Linked DNA regions of Capra hircus: region 1 is linked to region 2. Evidence: chromatin contacts called from public Hi-C data. All regions are on one chromosome and are shown on one strand. The core of a region is the stretch at or near the end of the contact, and the rest is flanking DNA. Distances in the headings are between cores, read along the strand shown.

Region 1 (4,162 bases), core at 780-3,279, 57 kb after region 2:
TCTCTGTCCTCCAGTGACAGTCTTACCCTGCGGACCTGTCTTCCTTAGAAATGATGGTCTTGAGGTCATGGATCCCCTTCAATTCCCAGCAAGGAAACGGAGATGGCTTGGACTGGCTTCTGAAAACTGGTGGTTAAGTGTTCAGGAATTTTGTGAACTGGGTGTGAAATGTAGCCATTGTTAGTGATTAAATTATATAAACCTACACTTAATTTCATTAGAAGGGGACATACACACAAGACCTCATCACTTTCTAATTCTTCTACTGTTGCCTATGCTCATAAGGTAATAGGGCGGTGGGGACACCCTCTACTATGGAGTGAACCGACCCAGCCTTCAGCAACATCACACTGGTGACTGGCCCCCTGCCATGGCAGGAATTTTGACACCACAGAAATGGGTAAATTCCACACATCTCAGAGAACTGGTTGTTAAACATTTTCCAGCTTCCCATTCAATTCATCTGTGACCACCTGCCTTGGCACACAGCAGGGGTCAGTGGAGGGCTGCCCAACAAGAGGGGAGAAAGAATTATCTGCTCCCAACACCTGCCACCGTTGTTGACTCTGGCCGCTGCCCCCTTTTCCCCTCAGGGCTCTCAGGGAGGAAGGCACAGGCAAGACCTAGGGCGGGGGCCTGCATCTGTGGGCACTGGGGCAGAGAGGTGCCATATTGCCCAAGACAGGGCTGAGGGGCCCCAGACAGTCGGCAGGTGTGGGCGGCCTTGGCAGGGCTCCTGGAGAACTGGGCCCAGGGGAGATCCTGCTATTTCCTCTCCCAAACGGTCATGGCAATGTGCCACCTTCCTGCATGCCTTCCAGCCTGAGCAGGAGCTGGCTTCAGAGAGGGTGTCTGAAGTCCCATCTCCAGCCGCACTTTGGGTAAGAGTTGGTCCTTTCAGGTTCTTTCTTTAAAGTGGCACTCCTGGACTTCCTTGGTGGGGCAGTGGATAACAGTCCATCTGCCAGTGCAGAGGACATGGGTTCGATCCCTGGTCCAGGAAGATCCCACGTGCTGCGGAGCAACTAAGCCCCTGCACCACAACCACTGATTTTGCGCTCTAGAGAATGTGAGTTTCAACTACTGAGCCCGAGGGTCTCAACTACTGAAGCCTGTGCTCCACAACAAGAGAAACCCCTGCTAGCCACAATTAGAGAAAGCCCACGCAAAAGCAACGAAGACCCTAGTGCAGCCAAAGATGAAATAAATAAATATTTTTAAAAAGAGGTACTCCTCTCTTTGAGGAGCAGACCCTTGAGACTCCCAGGTCAGGGATGAGGAAAGCGGGGAAGCTGAGCACTGCCTACCCATTGCCTCACACGCAGCAACCCTGCTCTACCCACAGTCTACAGAGGGCGGTACTGATGAATTTGCTGTTCAGCAAATTCCAGGATTTCCTGTAGGTCTGCAATATAGTGATTCTCAACCAGGGGCAACCTTGCCCCACCTTCCACCCCCAGGGCGCATTTGGCAGTATCTGGAAACATTTTTTTATTGTCACAACTGGGAAGCTGGTGTTGCTGGCATCTACTGGGTGAAGGCCGTGGATGTTGTTAAATACCCCACAGTGCACAGGAAATGTCCTCACAGGAAAGAATGATCCAGACCAAAATGCCAATCATGCCGAGGCTGAGGAACCCTGACCTGGAAAAATGTACCTGGGCACACATAGGCATAATGTCAGAGGCCTCTTCAGGTAAACAGCTTGTTCAAGGTCACCCAGCAAGTTCTCCTTATGACCCATGCAGTCAGCATAGAAACAGCACACAGCAGCAGCTCAATGAATGGTTGTTAAATCAGGAAGAAAGCCAAGAAAGGATTGGACTCTGGCCTGAAACTCCTCTCTAGGTGGTCCTGGACAGGACCCCCAGCAACGTGCTCTTGATTCTCATTGGACCCCAACTTCTGAGCAGCCATCACCACTCTTGACCAGCCCCTTCTTGACTGCGGTGAGGAGGACTGAGCCAGGCTGATGGTGGGGCAGGTAGGGCTGTCTGAGGATGAGCAGAAGGGTGGGTTGAAGCCAGCATCACACAGTTGAACCAAAGAGGCCACTCGGTATAGGGGTACACCATGGAGGTGGGCACCCAGGGGTAAAGGAGGGCTGGGCCTTGTTGCAGGTGGTGATGAGAACTGGTGTTGCCTCCCCACGGCCCTGTAGAAGGAAGCTCAGACTTTCTGACTTTACCCGACAGGTGCCCCAAGGTCCTTAATTAGCTAGAAGCCTTGTCTGAAGCCTGCATCTGGAATGGGCCTTGGAAAACACACTGGGGTTATATGTGTAAGGACCTCAGCTGCCCCCTCCATTCTCCATCCTCGTCACAGAAAGAACTGCACAGTGTGAGGCATGCAGGCTCCATAGCTCTACTCCAGGGATTATATCTGGGATTTACTCTCTACTGGCTGTGTGACCTCAGGCAAGTTACTCAACCTGTTTCCTCACCTGTAGAATGGGGTTAACACAACTGTATCTGTCTCATTGGAGAAGGAAGTGGCAGCCCATTCCAGTACTCCCACCTGGGAAATCCCGTGGACAGAGGAGCCTGGCAGGCAACCGTCCACGGTGTTGCAGAGTCAGACATGACTTAGTGACTAAACAACAATCTGTCTCACAGGGATGGTGGGAGGATCGAATGAGGTAGTTTTTTACAAAGCACTTAGAAGGATGCCTGGCCTAGAGTAAGCACTCAATGAATGTGAACTATTGCTATATTGTTTTCATTACAGGTGCAGGTGGAAACTAACCAATGACTCTTCCCTCTGGCATCTCCATCTCTCTGCTGCCCTCTAGTGGTTACTAACTGCACTGTTCTGAAGGAAGGCAAGGCGGTTAATTCTCTGTGTCCACAAAGACAATGTCTTCCTTTGGATTTCAAAGGAAATCCGCTTTTGATTGATTAATGATTGATTCTTGGATAGAGTCAAACAACTAATTTCTTCCCCTTGGCATTTGCGTATTAGTTTGCTTGAAGCAGTACCCTGCTACAAGAGGGCACTGTATATCTTCTTGATAGTTAAGATAATTGATCATTTTCTGCTTTTACAGGTGTGATAAGCTTTGACCCCAACCCATTTCTGCAAACGTCCTTATCCACCGGCTAAGGCTAACATTGCCCACCCACACCCCCAGTGGTGGGGCTTACCTGTCAGTATCCTTAAATTCTCTCTTTCTCTCCCCGTCCTACAGCTTGATGTGTAAAATAGTAGAGAGAGTGTCTGTTTTGCTCAAAGCTCTATCTCCGGTGTCCGCCCACCACAGGCTGTAGCACATAGTCGGTGCTCAGTACATGTGTGTGGAATGAGTAGTGCACTCATAGTAACCAGGTGGCCATGTTGTCCCCCTCTCCATCCTCCCCCTCTACAGACACTGTGAAAAGCGAAAGGACACCACTGAAGGTGGGGGTTCTGTGCTGGGCGCTGGCTGTGCAAAGCCAAGTGCGATCTATCCGTGAATCCTGGGGAAAGATTCTTTTAAAAGGGAATGATGAAGGTAAAGGGAGGGCATGGCTGCTGTGAGAGGTGGAGGGCAGGTTGGAGAAGGTCTGGACACCTATCTGGTTCGGCTGGTGGTAGGTCAGTGAGATCAAGGAGAAGGGCAGGCAAGAGACCCGGGGGAGCCCCCTAGTTCTGGAAGTGACAAGGCTGCCAGAGGGAGTCTGGAGCTTGGTCTTCCGCAGCACACCTGTGCTTGGGGACAACGTGGCCGATGCTCACCCCAGGTGCGGATCAACTCCTGTGTCTCTGGCCTCAGAGCAACACCTGAGGTCCGTGCATTGTCCCGAAGCGTTTTTCTTCGGGTTTCACATCTCTCAGCCACGCCCTTGATCCCACCCCCTCACCCCCAGCCAATGCGAGAACCCCAGCAACCCCCCACGCCCAATGCGGAGCTTCTCGACCGAAGCCCCGCCCCACCGCCTCCACCTGCCGCCGAGGCGTGTGGATTGTTCTGATTCTGGGTCAGCCGCGGTCTTTCGAAGAAGCTCGGGCCTTCGCTTGCGCCATCCCGTCCCACCCTAGGGTGGCGGAGGGCCCAGCATCCTTGTGCCTGTGCCAGTCGTAGGCCCCGGGGCCCAGCGGGAGCTGCCCGGGATTGCTCTTTCTGGAGGCGGCACCCTCTCCACCGGCAGGACACAGATTTCAGGAGCAGGGCAGGGAAGGAGCT
Region 2 (4,233 bases), core at 336-2,835:
AGTTGTGGGCTGCCATCTGGCGCTGGCCCTTTGCCCCTAGGTTGGTTGGCCCGGGGTGTCCACTGGTGGTGAAGCAGGTGCTGAGATGAACATGGAGGAGCCTAGCCAGAGGGCTCCCCCTTTGACAGGAGGTGGGACAGTCTTCAGCACTACCCCATCACCCCCACCCCAGCCTGGAAAAAAATTCCCTGGCACCTGCCCCAGTTTCCATCTGCTGCCCTATTGCTTGGGATGCTGAGCCCAGCCCCTGACCTGCCCTCCTCTTGAACACCTGGTAACCTGGGCCCTGTTCGGGTGCTTCTGAGGACTGTTTAGGTCCAGCCCCACACCGAAGGCAGCCACAGAAGGGTGGACTGCACTGAGAGCGTTATGATAGAGAAGGTAGGGGTGTGGGTCCCAGAGAGACTGACTGGGCTGCCATCCCAGCCCTCCTCTAATGAGCTGTGTGACCTTGGGCACACCTCTTCCTCTTTCCATGTTTGCAAAAGGAGCCCAATAATAATACCTACCTCTTAAGACTATGAAGATGAAATGAATTCAAATGAGGCTCTGAAACATGCATGGCACATAGTAACCTCAGCATGAGCTATTGCTATTGGAGTCCCTAGCTCCTTTCCATCAGCTGAGTTTGGGCAGATCCCTCTCCCTCCCTGTGCCTCAGTTTCCTTTTCTAATACAGGGTTATATTCTCTCTCTCACTAAGGGAGAGAGCAGAGAATGTAGGACTGGCTGGGAGAATGTAGGTGGAAGTGGGTTGTGTTGTGAGTTGCTGTGCGTGTGGGCAGTGTTATCATCAATTCTGAATTCTCAGTTCTTAAAGGCAGGGTAGGCAATTTCTTAATTTGCTTATCTTTGCAGAGAGGGCAGACACTGGGGCCATGCAGCTCAGCTGATGGGGCCCTGGGCTGGAAACAGAGTGTCAGTGTTGAGGTCAGCCTGGGCCAGGACATGCTGCTGGCTTCAGGGCCACAGGCTTGAGTGTAGGACTGGGGCGGCTGGGCTGTTCAGCTGTCCATGGCCTCCCTCTCTTTGGGGCTTGTACCTCTGGGCATCAGGAATCTGTTGGCCCTTCCCAGTGGGCCAGGAACCTAGTTCTGCACTATCCCTGGAGGCATCTTAATTTCATCTTTTGGCCTGTTGGGGTGTCTTAGGGGCACTTGGGGAAGAAGGAGAGGATAACTGGAAACAAAGTATGAAATGGTAAGGCCGAACTTCCTGGTGATAGCCTTTTCCTGGGGCTGCAGGCTGGGCAGAGGGTTGGCGCTGGGGCTGGGGCCAGGGCAGCCTGCTCCCTGTCTTTGGTGGTGCCTGCAGTGTGTGAATCAAGTCCAGCTAGGTGTGTGGGTCTTGGGGGCCCCAGTGCACTTCTGCTACTTCCTCCTCAACCTGTCTTCTCTACGGGCAGTCCACCTGAGGACAGACGGTCAGTAAGCAGTAGGTGGGGCTTCCCAGGTGGCGCAGGTGGTGAAGAACCCACCTGCCAATGCTGGAGACATAAGAGACTCAGGTTTGATCCTTAAGTCAGGAAGATCCCCTGGAGGACGGCATGGCAACCCACTCCAGTATTCTGGCCTGGAGAATCTCCATGGACAGAGGAGCCTGGTGGGCTACCGTCTACGGGGTTGCAAAGAGTCGGACACGACTGAAGCGACATAGCACAGCAGGGCACAGCACCAGCACTGGGTAAGTGGATTTTCCACCACGCTTAGGTTAGGCTGAAGCACAGGTGGAGGGTCTGGGTCCTGACTGGCTTGAGGGAGAGGAGACTCCTTTACAAAGGGCAGACGTGCGGCTCGGAAAAGATGAGCTGATGGCAGAGTTGCCTGGGCAGTTCAGATGACTGCAGAGGGATGTGGTCAGACCTGCAGGGGGTCACCACTGGGTCATCAGATTGCCTGCTCAGCTGAGCCCTGTGCATCCTGTGGGCAGAGAGCCCTTAAAGCTGGCCTGACTTTGTTTCCCCAGCAGTGAGTCCTGGGCATGCAAGATGCTTCCCTCTCTTTCTACTTGGGGAAGGGGCCTTCTTAATTATATCCCCCTCCACTCACATGGAAATGAGTTTGGATTTTCTGAGCATACACCAGCTGGCTGGGGGGGAGGCAGCCCAGAAGGCTGCTGGCTGGGGAAGGGAGGAGAGGGGAGGGGAGGGAGCCAGGCCAAGATGAAAATTCCGTGTTCTCACAGCAGAGCAAGGATGGGGCTCTGAGTGCTCCCCACAGATTATTGACCCTCTGCACAAAACCCGCCCGCCTTGCTTAAGGAAAAGCTTCTTGCTTCTGCTTATAGGCTCAGAGGAGCTGTGTCCACTCTGGCCAGCCTGTCCTCTGAGAACCGCAGCTTTCAGGGTCCAAACACTTAGCTGACCATTAGCGAGGTTGTCTCAGGAGAGGTCCTGCCTGACTTTTAGGCTAGGCTAATCCCTTTATGGTGTGGGGGGAGCGACTCTAAGGCCCAGAGAGGGGACAGAACCTGAAGCTCATCACGGAAGACCATAAGTCTGTCTTGCTCGCTGCCCACCCGGGTTCTGCCTGCGGGTGGAGTTGCCCAGAAAGAGGTGGTGTAGGTTTCCCTGGGGCGTGGGGGGGAGGGGGGGCACTTACATCTCCCCTTGGCTAGCCTAGAGAAGAGGGGCGGGGGAGGGGCGGGGTGGGGTCAGGCGTTTGACTCCGCCTCCTCGCACTGGCTTCAGCTCTCGCTCGGGCGCTGGCTCAGTCTGGCTGCTCTCCGCCGTCGCTCCGCTCCGGGGATGACACCGCCTCCGTCCAGATGCACCGCCCTCGGCGCCCCGCGAGCCCGCGTTTCCAGCCCTCTGGCTCGGTCCAGGTTCCTGCTGCGGCTGCTGCTGCAGCTGGTCTGGACGGCCGCCGCCTCCCAAGGCCACCCGAAGAGCGGACCCCGCATCTCCGCTGTCTGGAAAGGTAGGTGGCGCCGCTCGAGCTGCGGGGCGCGGGATCCAGTGCCGCGCGGGGCGGGTGCGGAGTGTGCGGCACCGGAGGGAGTGCGTGCGCGCGGCTCTGTGGGTCCCGGGCTGTCCCCGCCGGTAGCGTGTGGGTCCGGGTGAGTGTGTGAATGTGCGCGCGGCCACACCGGAGCAGGCTGTAACGCTGCGGCGAGCGAGCGGCGGGGGCCGGAGCCCAGCTAAGTCGCTCCAAGTCCTCCCGCAGCCGGGAGCCGCAGCGGCCGGGCTCAGGGGGACGGAGAGGGCCCTCTTCTCGGCCCTAGGCACTCATCGCCCTCCAGCGCCCGGGCCTCTGTGCGGGGGATCCTTTCTCCCGCCGGGACCCCCACCCGGCTCTATCTTCCAGAGCTGCGGGCTCTAGCTGCGTGCGGGGGAGCCAGTGGGGCCGGCAAGGGGGCGCGGACCCTTTGCTGCCGCCGCTGCGCTCGGGCTGCGGGAACAAAGACCCCGCTGCCTGCCCCCGCCCCCCGCCCCGGCCCCAAGCGCGGGCCGGGTAAAGGGGTGGGCACCCTGTGGAGAGCCCGGACAAGGTGCGGTGCAGAGGCTTCGGGCACCCCGGCGCTGCCTCTGCAGTGCTGGGACCAGCCGCTCCCCCCTTGTCCGCACGTGGCAGTTGTCACAGGGCTCGGCGCCAGCGTGGGGGCAGTACCCGATGGGTGGGGCGCGGCCATTGGGACCCCCAGGCAGAGGACCTGGGGAGGGAGTGCAGCTTTTAGGCCCTCAGGGTTATGTGAACTTGGGGGACCGGAGTCTCCCCCAGGGGCGTCTCAGTTTAGACCACTGTACGTGGGTCGGAAAACCAGCTGGGTGGTTTGAGGGGTTTCATGCCTCGAGGGACTGAGCTCCCCTCCTCTGCAATGCACAAAAATGCTTCCCCACCCCCCTGCCACTGGGCTCTGTCCTCATGTTCGGCGTCGGCGCGGCCCCCCTGCGGTGGTGGTGGACCGGCAGTGGGGGTTGGGGGGCTGGTAGATTTGGCCCCTCCGGGAGCTCTTTGATGCCTGAGGCGGTTTGCAGGGATTGCCAGAGCCTGAGCATTATCTGGGGCAGGTATTCTTAGCGGAGAGAGAGAAAAAAAAAGAAAAACCCACTCCAAAAGCAAGTGGCCTGAGCTGCTGCTGCAGTGGATGGAATGTGACTCGCCCAAGGTCACTGTGCATTGTGTGAGCTCACATTGCAGAGAGGGGGCTCTGATCTGGCAGGGACCAGAGCTTATTCTGAGTTAGGAAGTGGAGAAAGATTTAGGCCGTTTCTTGGCCAGCTCTGCTACCCAG

The links. Hi-C and Micro-C count contacts between places; a contact is called where the count stands out from the background.
Region 1: a contact with region 2 is called in a Hi-C map of liver, with 9 times the contacts expected there. The contact joins the enhancer-like site here to the promoter of SEMA7A in region 2. A contact is called at or near these places in 4 of 5 Hi-C or Micro-C datasets (blood and liver).

Annotation. Positions count from the first base shown.
Region 1 is chr21:33,732,347-33,736,508 of ARS1.2, forward strand. No RefSeq gene overlaps it. Among named protein-coding and RNA genes, the nearest start is that of SEMA7A, 57 kb to the left of the region's middle. Within about 2 kb of position 2,030, at least 2 of the 5 cell types and tissues checked have an H3K27ac peak or open chromatin away from gene starts, as enhancers often do.
Region 2 is chr21:33,675,943-33,680,175 of ARS1.2, forward strand. It overlaps SEMA7A (semaphorin-7A), which reads left to right and starts at 1,586. Exons shown (of 15, transcript XM_018066330.1): 1 at 1,586-1,683; 2 at 2,690-2,918. The coding sequence starts at 2,747.